Linked DNA regions of Cricetulus griseus: region 2 is linked to region 1. Evidence: chromatin contacts called from public Hi-C data. All regions are on one chromosome and are shown on one strand. Each heading gives the region's core, a stretch centred on a gene start, on an enhancer-like site or on the middle of the called end of the contact. The rest is flanking DNA. Distances are from core to core; before and after follow the strand shown.

Region 1 (3,578 bases), core at 621-3,120:
CCTCCCCCTTTTATAAATACCTGTAACGATGAGGTTTTTTCACCCCTCCAGTAGAGGGCGCACTCTTGCGAGCGGCTTTTGTAGCCAGTTGTTTCCTGGGTGCTTTACCACCGGTGGATTTGCGGGCAGTCTGCTTTGTACGAGCCATGGTAAGAGCACCTCCTTACTTACCTACCAGTATTAAAAAAAAAAAAATCATATTCAACTAAAACATACATTTTCTTGCCAGAAGCCACCCCCTAAAAAAAAAAAAAATCCCAGAAACCTATCATTACTGAGAAAAAAAAAAGGCTGTTATATAATTAATTTGAAAGGGCGCAGGTTAGGTCTACTACCCAAATACGACTTAAAACAAACCGGAAAATTGTCAGCATTAATACTCATAACGCCAATTCCAAGCGACAAACGGCCAAAACCAGCGAGACCACCCCAATGGGTTTTAATTCAATTTCTTTAATTAAAGTAGAAATTAGAAATGCCTGCAAGCATTCGATCACAAACAAGTCAAACGAAAGAAGCCACAAACCACAGAAAGGTCGAGTCAAATTACAGCCAAAAAAAAAAAAAAGAAAGAAAAAAAGAAAAAAGGTTCCAGCGTCCCCCCCCCGTTCGCGCCCCCCGCCTCGCGCTCGGCAGTTGGATTGCTGTAAATATCTGTAAACATTCTTGAGGTTTCTATCTTTACGGTTATGTTGACAAAAAGGCGTCTCGAAAGACAAGAACAACAGCTATTGCCAGCGAGCATTCCACAAAGCCCGTCCTCCCGGGCTTCGCTATGCCAGCCGACTGCCCCGCACCCAGTCTTAATTAGCGCTCGACACCGGCCGCCCGGCCCACCCCAGCACCACATAAACTTTTGCTTCTGCCTCCCCCGGGTCCCCGGGTCCCGGGTCCCCGACCTGCCCTGCCCGGCCCGGCCCGGGCGCCCCGTGCCGGCAGCGAACGACTCGGCTCCCCAAGGCTAGCACAAAATGGAAACAATTGCAAAATGTATCCGACTCCCTTCCAAAGACACAAACAGCAAACCCTTCGAAAAATACCCCATCCCCTGCCACGTGCCGCTCTCCCCCAAATGCAAAAGTTCTTTTTTTCGTTATTTCGAATTTCATATGCATCAAGTTTCCTTTTTTTTCCTCCAAAAAAGGCAAAAAAATAAAAAAAAAGGTGCTTAAGATTTTTTTCCTCCTTCCATTTTAAAATGGGGAAGAGAGAAACGGGGGGGAAAAGAAACATGGTCGGTGACCAGAGAAGAGAGACAAGATGGTGAAGCTCAGCCACAACTGTGGGGAGGCAGCAAAAAGCGAGTTCGCCCGGGGCGGGAAGCGACGGCGATTTTACCCATTTCGCGCCCGACAAACTGCGGCCCGGGACCCGCAGGCGGCAGTTGAGGGGCTCGCGCGGGACCTGGTGAAGGTCTGGGGTCCCGGGAAGGGGCGGCGGGCGGGATTTCACCGAAGAAAGGAGAGCCCGCGGCGCGGGAGGGCCAGCAGGCTCGGCAGGCGGCGCGGCGGGGCCGCCGCCGGGCTGAGGCGGAGACGGAGAGCTGCCGCCGCCGCCGCCGCCGCCGCCGCCCGAGGAGAGGGAAACTCGCTCCCCGTCTCCGTGTCTGCGCCAAAAAGTTTGAGGGTCGAGCCCGAGGGGCTGCGGGGGCCCTCCGCGGCCCGCTACGGCAGCGCCGGCGGACGGGGCCCGGCTCCGGGAGAGCGGGCGGACGGAGAAACTTACCCCCCTTCTCCTTCGGCTGGAGCTCGGCAAGCGAGAGGCGGCGCTGGCGTTAGAGAGCGGCGGCGGCGGCGGCGACGGCTGCGAACACAATTGAAAGATGGCTGACACCGAGGCTACCCCCACACACGCCGCCCCGCCCCGCGCCGCGCCAGCCAATCACACACAATGGAGGGAAGGCTCGGCCCCGCCCCGGGGCCCGCGCGCCCGCCCCCCGCCCCTCCCCCCGCGCGCCCGTTCGCTGGCGCGCGCGCTCGCTCCTCCTCCACCCCCGCCCCCCCACCCCGCGCGCCGCCCGCCCCCGGCTCCCGCCGCCTCTCGCGGTGTGTACAAACACAAAAGACACGCCGAGGGGCCGCGGGGCCCGCCGAGACGCCGCCCGCCCCCGGCCCGGCCCGCGCTCGCTTCCCTCCCCGCCCGGGGCCAGCGCCACGGGGAGCCCCCGGAGCCCCGGCTCCCGGGGGTGGGGGGGTGAGGGATAAGGGGGGGTACCGAGGGGGCCCGTGGGGGATGGGAGGGCGGGCCGCGGGCCAGCGCCCGGCCTGCGGGGGGAGGGGCGCCGCCCCCGCGCGCGTCCCCGAGGCGCCCGCCCGCGTGGGGCGGGGAGAAGGCCGCGGCCCCGCGGTCGCCGCGCCCGGTGGACGAGGCGCCCGAGCCGGAAGCCGGCGAGTGGAAGCCCGAGGCCCGCGCCCACTCTCGGGCCGCGCCCGTTGCGCGCGGCAGGGGCGGGGCCCCGCGGTTCGCTTCCCGCCTAGCGCGGGCGCGGGGCGCGGGCGCGTCCGAGGGCCGGGCCAAATCGCCTGAGGACAAGCCCGTCGCGGACTCTACCCGGGAGAGGCGGGGCGGCCACTGCCAGCGCTGCTTCCCCGACGGCGGCGGCGGCGACACCGCGCTCACCCGCTCCTGCCTGGGCCGCCGTTCTTGATGCAAGATGGCTGTGTGTTGTGAGCCTCGGGAACAATGTGCAGCACAGCTGTCGCTGCGCACGGCCCGGCTGCCGGTCCAGCCCGAGTGGGCCGCTCAGCGAGCGGCCTCACCCTCCTCGGAAGATCGCTGTGGAAGGAGACTGTGACATAGCAGCTTAAGGCTGTCGCTGTAAGAGGCTGAAAACGGCAGGTACTAAGGAAGAGCTGCCGCAGGGCTTGCCGTGTTTCCCGCTTTCCAGCACCGCTCGGTAGCTTGAGCAGCACGGCGCAGCTCAGGTTGTCATTAGCTGACCCCCAGACGGTAGGGACCAGGCTTCACAGCCCTGGGTGAGGGCTTTCGGTACAAGAGAGATCCCATAGGGTTGTGAAGGAGATGCTGGAACAGATATGTAGAAACCAGATAGGAGAGAAGGAATGATACTTGCCCAAGGTCACTTAAGTGAGGAACAAGCCCCGGAGAAACAGACAGAATCCAGGCCTCCCGTTTCGTTATTATTTAAAGAGTGTTAAGTGTTGATGTGATAAAAACACGTGCAATCTGCGATACTATCCTAAAAACACATGCAGAAAAAGCCTACACTGAGCTGCCAGTAAAGAAAGAAATCCCTATAATTTGAGCCAAGAAGCACTTTTTTTTTTCTTTTGCTTGTTTTTTGTTTTCAGGGAACTAAAATATTTGCGGCTGGATTTATCCAAGAAGGCTGTTACATATCACTTGAATCAATCAGTCTTCAAGAAATGTTACCGAGTCACAGATAGTACTCTACAGATAGTACTCCAAGAAATGTTACCGAGTCACAGATAGTACTCTACAGATAGTACTCTCTTTGTATGCTTGCTAGGTTTTCCCATGCTTTATTCCCGACTTTAAGTAAATATTTCTTTTTTTCGAGACAGGGTTTCTCTGTGTATTTTTGTGTACTGGAACTC
Region 2 (3,578 bases), core at 439-2,938, 33 kb before region 1:
AAAAACCAGCCAGCCACCAAGTAACAAGAGGAAGACAAAAGAGCCCCAAGCAAGAAAAAAAAAAAAAAAAAAAAAAGGTATGAAAATAGGCTTAGCTACTTTGGGGTTTTCCTTTGTATTTATTTTTAGCAAGGATTGTGTGCCTAACTCTGCATTGAAATAGCTGATGCTACCTCATTGTTCCCAGGGACCTGTGCGTAGCAACCTAGCAGGCTTCAGGGAAGGCAATGGGTTTCCTGGCTCACCCAAGCTGAACCCAGAGCATTTATTTGACAGGGCCTTCTCCTCGTTGTACCTTTTGGGTGTGAAGGAAAACAACCCGAAGAAGGCTTCAGAGCTGAGGAGGCAGCCATGCTTGTGGACTTTAGGTTCCAAAAGGCATCTCCTGCTGACGGTTGAAAGTCCAGGAGAGGTCTCCACACCTGGCACTCCAAGGAGACAGAAAAGAGGCCACCCTCGATGGGTCTCACACTCACTCCATTTGGGACTTGGCCTTTCAGGATTTTTTCTCAGGAGAAGGGCTATGGGAAGACTTTCTAGTTGGCAAATCCTATCTTAAGATACCAAATCCTGAGCCGGGCATTGGTGGCGCACGCCTTTAATCCCAGCACATGGGAGGCAAAGGCAGGCGGATCTCTGTGAGTTCAAGGCCAGTCTGGTCTACAGAGCGAGTGCCAGGATAGGCCCCAAAGCTACACAGAGAAACCGTCTCGAAACCCTCCCCCCCCCAAAAAAGATACCAAATTCTGTCACAGCATCCCCTCAGGCCCACTGGTGTACATGGATCCTAGGCTACCAAGAGACCCTGAAGGTTGGAGGCTTGCGTGCGTGCGGAGGCAGGCGAGGAGCGGGTGTTGAGACACCTTTGTCCGTTCATGTCTCAGCACTGGTGACCTGGTGGCTGGACAGGAAGGACACACAGAGGTGGACAGAGTCCCCGCACAGGGTAAGGTTTAACCATCGTGGGCAGGAAGATTGCCATAGCGCCTTGCAAACGACTCTAGAATGCCGAGGAAGACAGTGCAACACAGGAACTTAATTCCTGCTCGGGGTCAGTTAGCACTTGACGAGCCCAGGTCAGAAGCCTACATACACTCCAGTCAAAGCTTATCTACAGAGGCCCCAGCGGCGTTACAAACTCGGGTGCTTTGACAAAGTGATTTATGTCCCACATGTGACCAGACAGAAAGACTGAGCTGGCACTTGGGCCCCGAAAGAGCTTCTGCAAATCCAGCAAGCTCCGGGTGGGTGCTGCGGTTGGTTCCCGGGGCTGAGGAGTCTGCTGGCCGCTCCTGCAGGAGGACAGCTGCGCTTCCTTCTAGGAGGAGATCCTGGCTCACAGCGGGTCCCTGCGGTGGCTGACCACACCACGACCTCCAGCGCGCCAGTCCCTCGGCTGCTCGTGAGCTCCAGTTCCTCCGTCTGTGATGGAGACAGTGGCCGTCGTGCAAGGTGGTGGCGAGGAGCCCGTAGGCTCTCAAATATCAAATTTCTGCTGCAGCGCCCTGCGGCTGTGTTACCACAGCAAGGTCAGGACCAGGGTCCCGACCTCTCCAGGGCCGCGGGCTCCAGCTTCCCGGACCAGCTTTCTTTTGGGGGGAGCGGCGCAGCCCAAGTGCGGGCCCCGGGTTGCCCCACACCCCTCCCCGAGGCACCGATCCCTCCTGTCCCTCTCCCACACCCCTCCCGCGTCCCAGCTCTTGGTTTCGTCTGGGCCTCGGGATCCTCCGGGTCCCACCGCGCGCCGCTCCGGGCAAACCTCCGGGCTCCGGCACGTTGAGCCTCGGAGCGGTTTCTGCCCCCGCCGTGGTGTGGGGACCTAGGAGCTGCCCCTCCGCCCCTTGCCTCGGCTGTAGAAGCAGCTGCGGGGTCCGCCCTGCCCCCTCCCCGGCGCGGAGAGCGGCTGCCAGGAACTGGAATATTAATAGGTACAAACTTCCTGGAAAGATTTTCGTCTTCGCGGTAGATGACCCCGCCTTGTCGGCCCAAAGAAAGAAAAGGCCTCCCGGGGCAGGCGACAGAGAGCCTGGGACCCGCGGGACCCCCGGAGCCACTGCTCTCTAAAGTTGGGGTTCATTGGTCGGGGACCCACTCGGTGGCCCGTCGCAGACACCGCGGTGCAGGGCTGGCCTGGCCTTTGTAAGCCAGGTCCCCAAGGAAGGAGTCCCGACGCCAGGGCGCGCATCTGCGGGAGCGCGGGAGCGCGGGAGCGCGCTCGCCCGGGGCCACCCTGCCCTCCTGCGGGGGAGGGGTGGAGAGGCTCCTCTTCCCGGGTAGGATAGACTTCTCTGGTCTCTGGTCACTTAGCAGCATCCAAACAACCCTGCTGCTGCTGCCCATAGGTGAGCGCCATCCCTCTCTCCAGGACTCCCTGGCCCAGCAGCAGTTGTGATCAAAGCCACCCGCTCCTTCCCAGCTGCCAGGAAAGGACAGATCCATCAGAAACACCCGAACACAACAGCCGCCCACTCCCCTGACAGCGGCTGCGGTTCCCAGTCTCAGGTTTCACCGCTTCCGACAGGGGCACCTGTCCTGGATAGTAGAGTCTTCTGCCCACCTGAAAGTCAGAAGCAAGAGGATCGCCCAAAGTTAAGGAGAGCTAGGTAGTGATCCCTTGACTTAACAAATTATTGCTACGTGGGCTTTGGTGGCGCAGGCCTTTATATACAAGAGCTAGTTCCAGGATAGGCTCCAAAGCTACAGAGAAATCCTGTCTCGAAAAATAAAATATAATAAAACAACAGCAGTGGAACAGATAATAAGACAGAGGCGATGAAAGCTCAAGGAAGGGAGGAAGAAGACAGAACTGTGCTTGTAGCCTTGTTTAAGGCTGGAATTGGGATCCCGTGCTTGGGAATGAGCAAGCCAGCCTCACAGGCCAATTAGCTAAGATGAAGACAAGCCTTGCTGGTTCCACCAGCAGTGTCGGATTCAGGAGGGCAGTTTTGGGCATGCTGGGTTTGATGCATTCATTGGTCATTCAAGGGTAGGGCTGAGCAAGTACTGGTCAGACAGGTCTCCACGCAGAGATGGTGTGGGTGCATGGACACCTGGGAGACACAAGTGAGCAAACACACAAACCTGCCTGTTCTGAGCTGCCCCCCCCCCCCGAACCACCAGCCAGCCACCTGCACTTATGAAACACATGACATTACAGAAATTATTTAGATAGGGTTTCAGTATGTAGCCCTAGATGGCCTGGAACTCTGTAGATCAGGCTGGTCATGAATGCAAAGATCAGCCTGCCTCTTGTTAGGTTTCAAAGTCTTTCTTCCTTCCTTCCTCCCTCCCTTTCTTTTCTTTCTTTTTCTTTCTTTCTTTCTTTCTCTCTCATTCACCCCTGTCTCCTGAGTGCTTGGATACTAGCCTGAACCATTTTTTAATTTTAATTAATAATTTAAATTGAAAAAATATTATTGACTCAGCTTTTTAAAGTCTTCATTATGTCTAGAACTATAGTAGAGACATCTGCTTTTTCAACTGTAGAGTTGATGAAATCTAAATACAGACCACGAACATTTCTCCATCCAGCTGCCACACTAATTTTTAATTATTATTGGAGCTAGAGAGATGGCTCC

The links. A called contact is a pair of places that touch in the nucleus more often than the background predicts.
Region 2: a Hi-C map of fibroblasts shows a contact between it and region 1, with 2.1 times the contacts expected there. The contact joins the enhancer-like site here to the promoter of LOC100753137 in region 1. A contact is called at or near these places in 4 of 8 Hi-C or Micro-C datasets (the CHL-YN cell line, the CHO-K1 cell line, fibroblasts and 1 more).

What each region holds. Positions count from the first base shown.
Region 1 is chr5:13,474,194-13,477,771 of CriGri-PICRH-1.0, reverse strand. It overlaps LOC100753137 (histone H3.3A), which reads right to left and starts at 1,870. Exons shown (of 4, transcript XM_027418834.2): 1 at 1,726-1,870; 2 at 21-171. The coding sequence starts at 148.
Region 2 is chr5:13,507,416-13,510,993 of CriGri-PICRH-1.0, reverse strand. No RefSeq gene overlaps it. Among named protein-coding and RNA genes, the nearest start is that of Acbd3, 53 kb to the left of the region's middle. Within about 2 kb of position 1,688, at least 2 of the 6 cell types and tissues checked have open chromatin away from gene starts, as enhancers often do. A contact at or near this core is called in the CHO-K1 cell line, where this site is marked.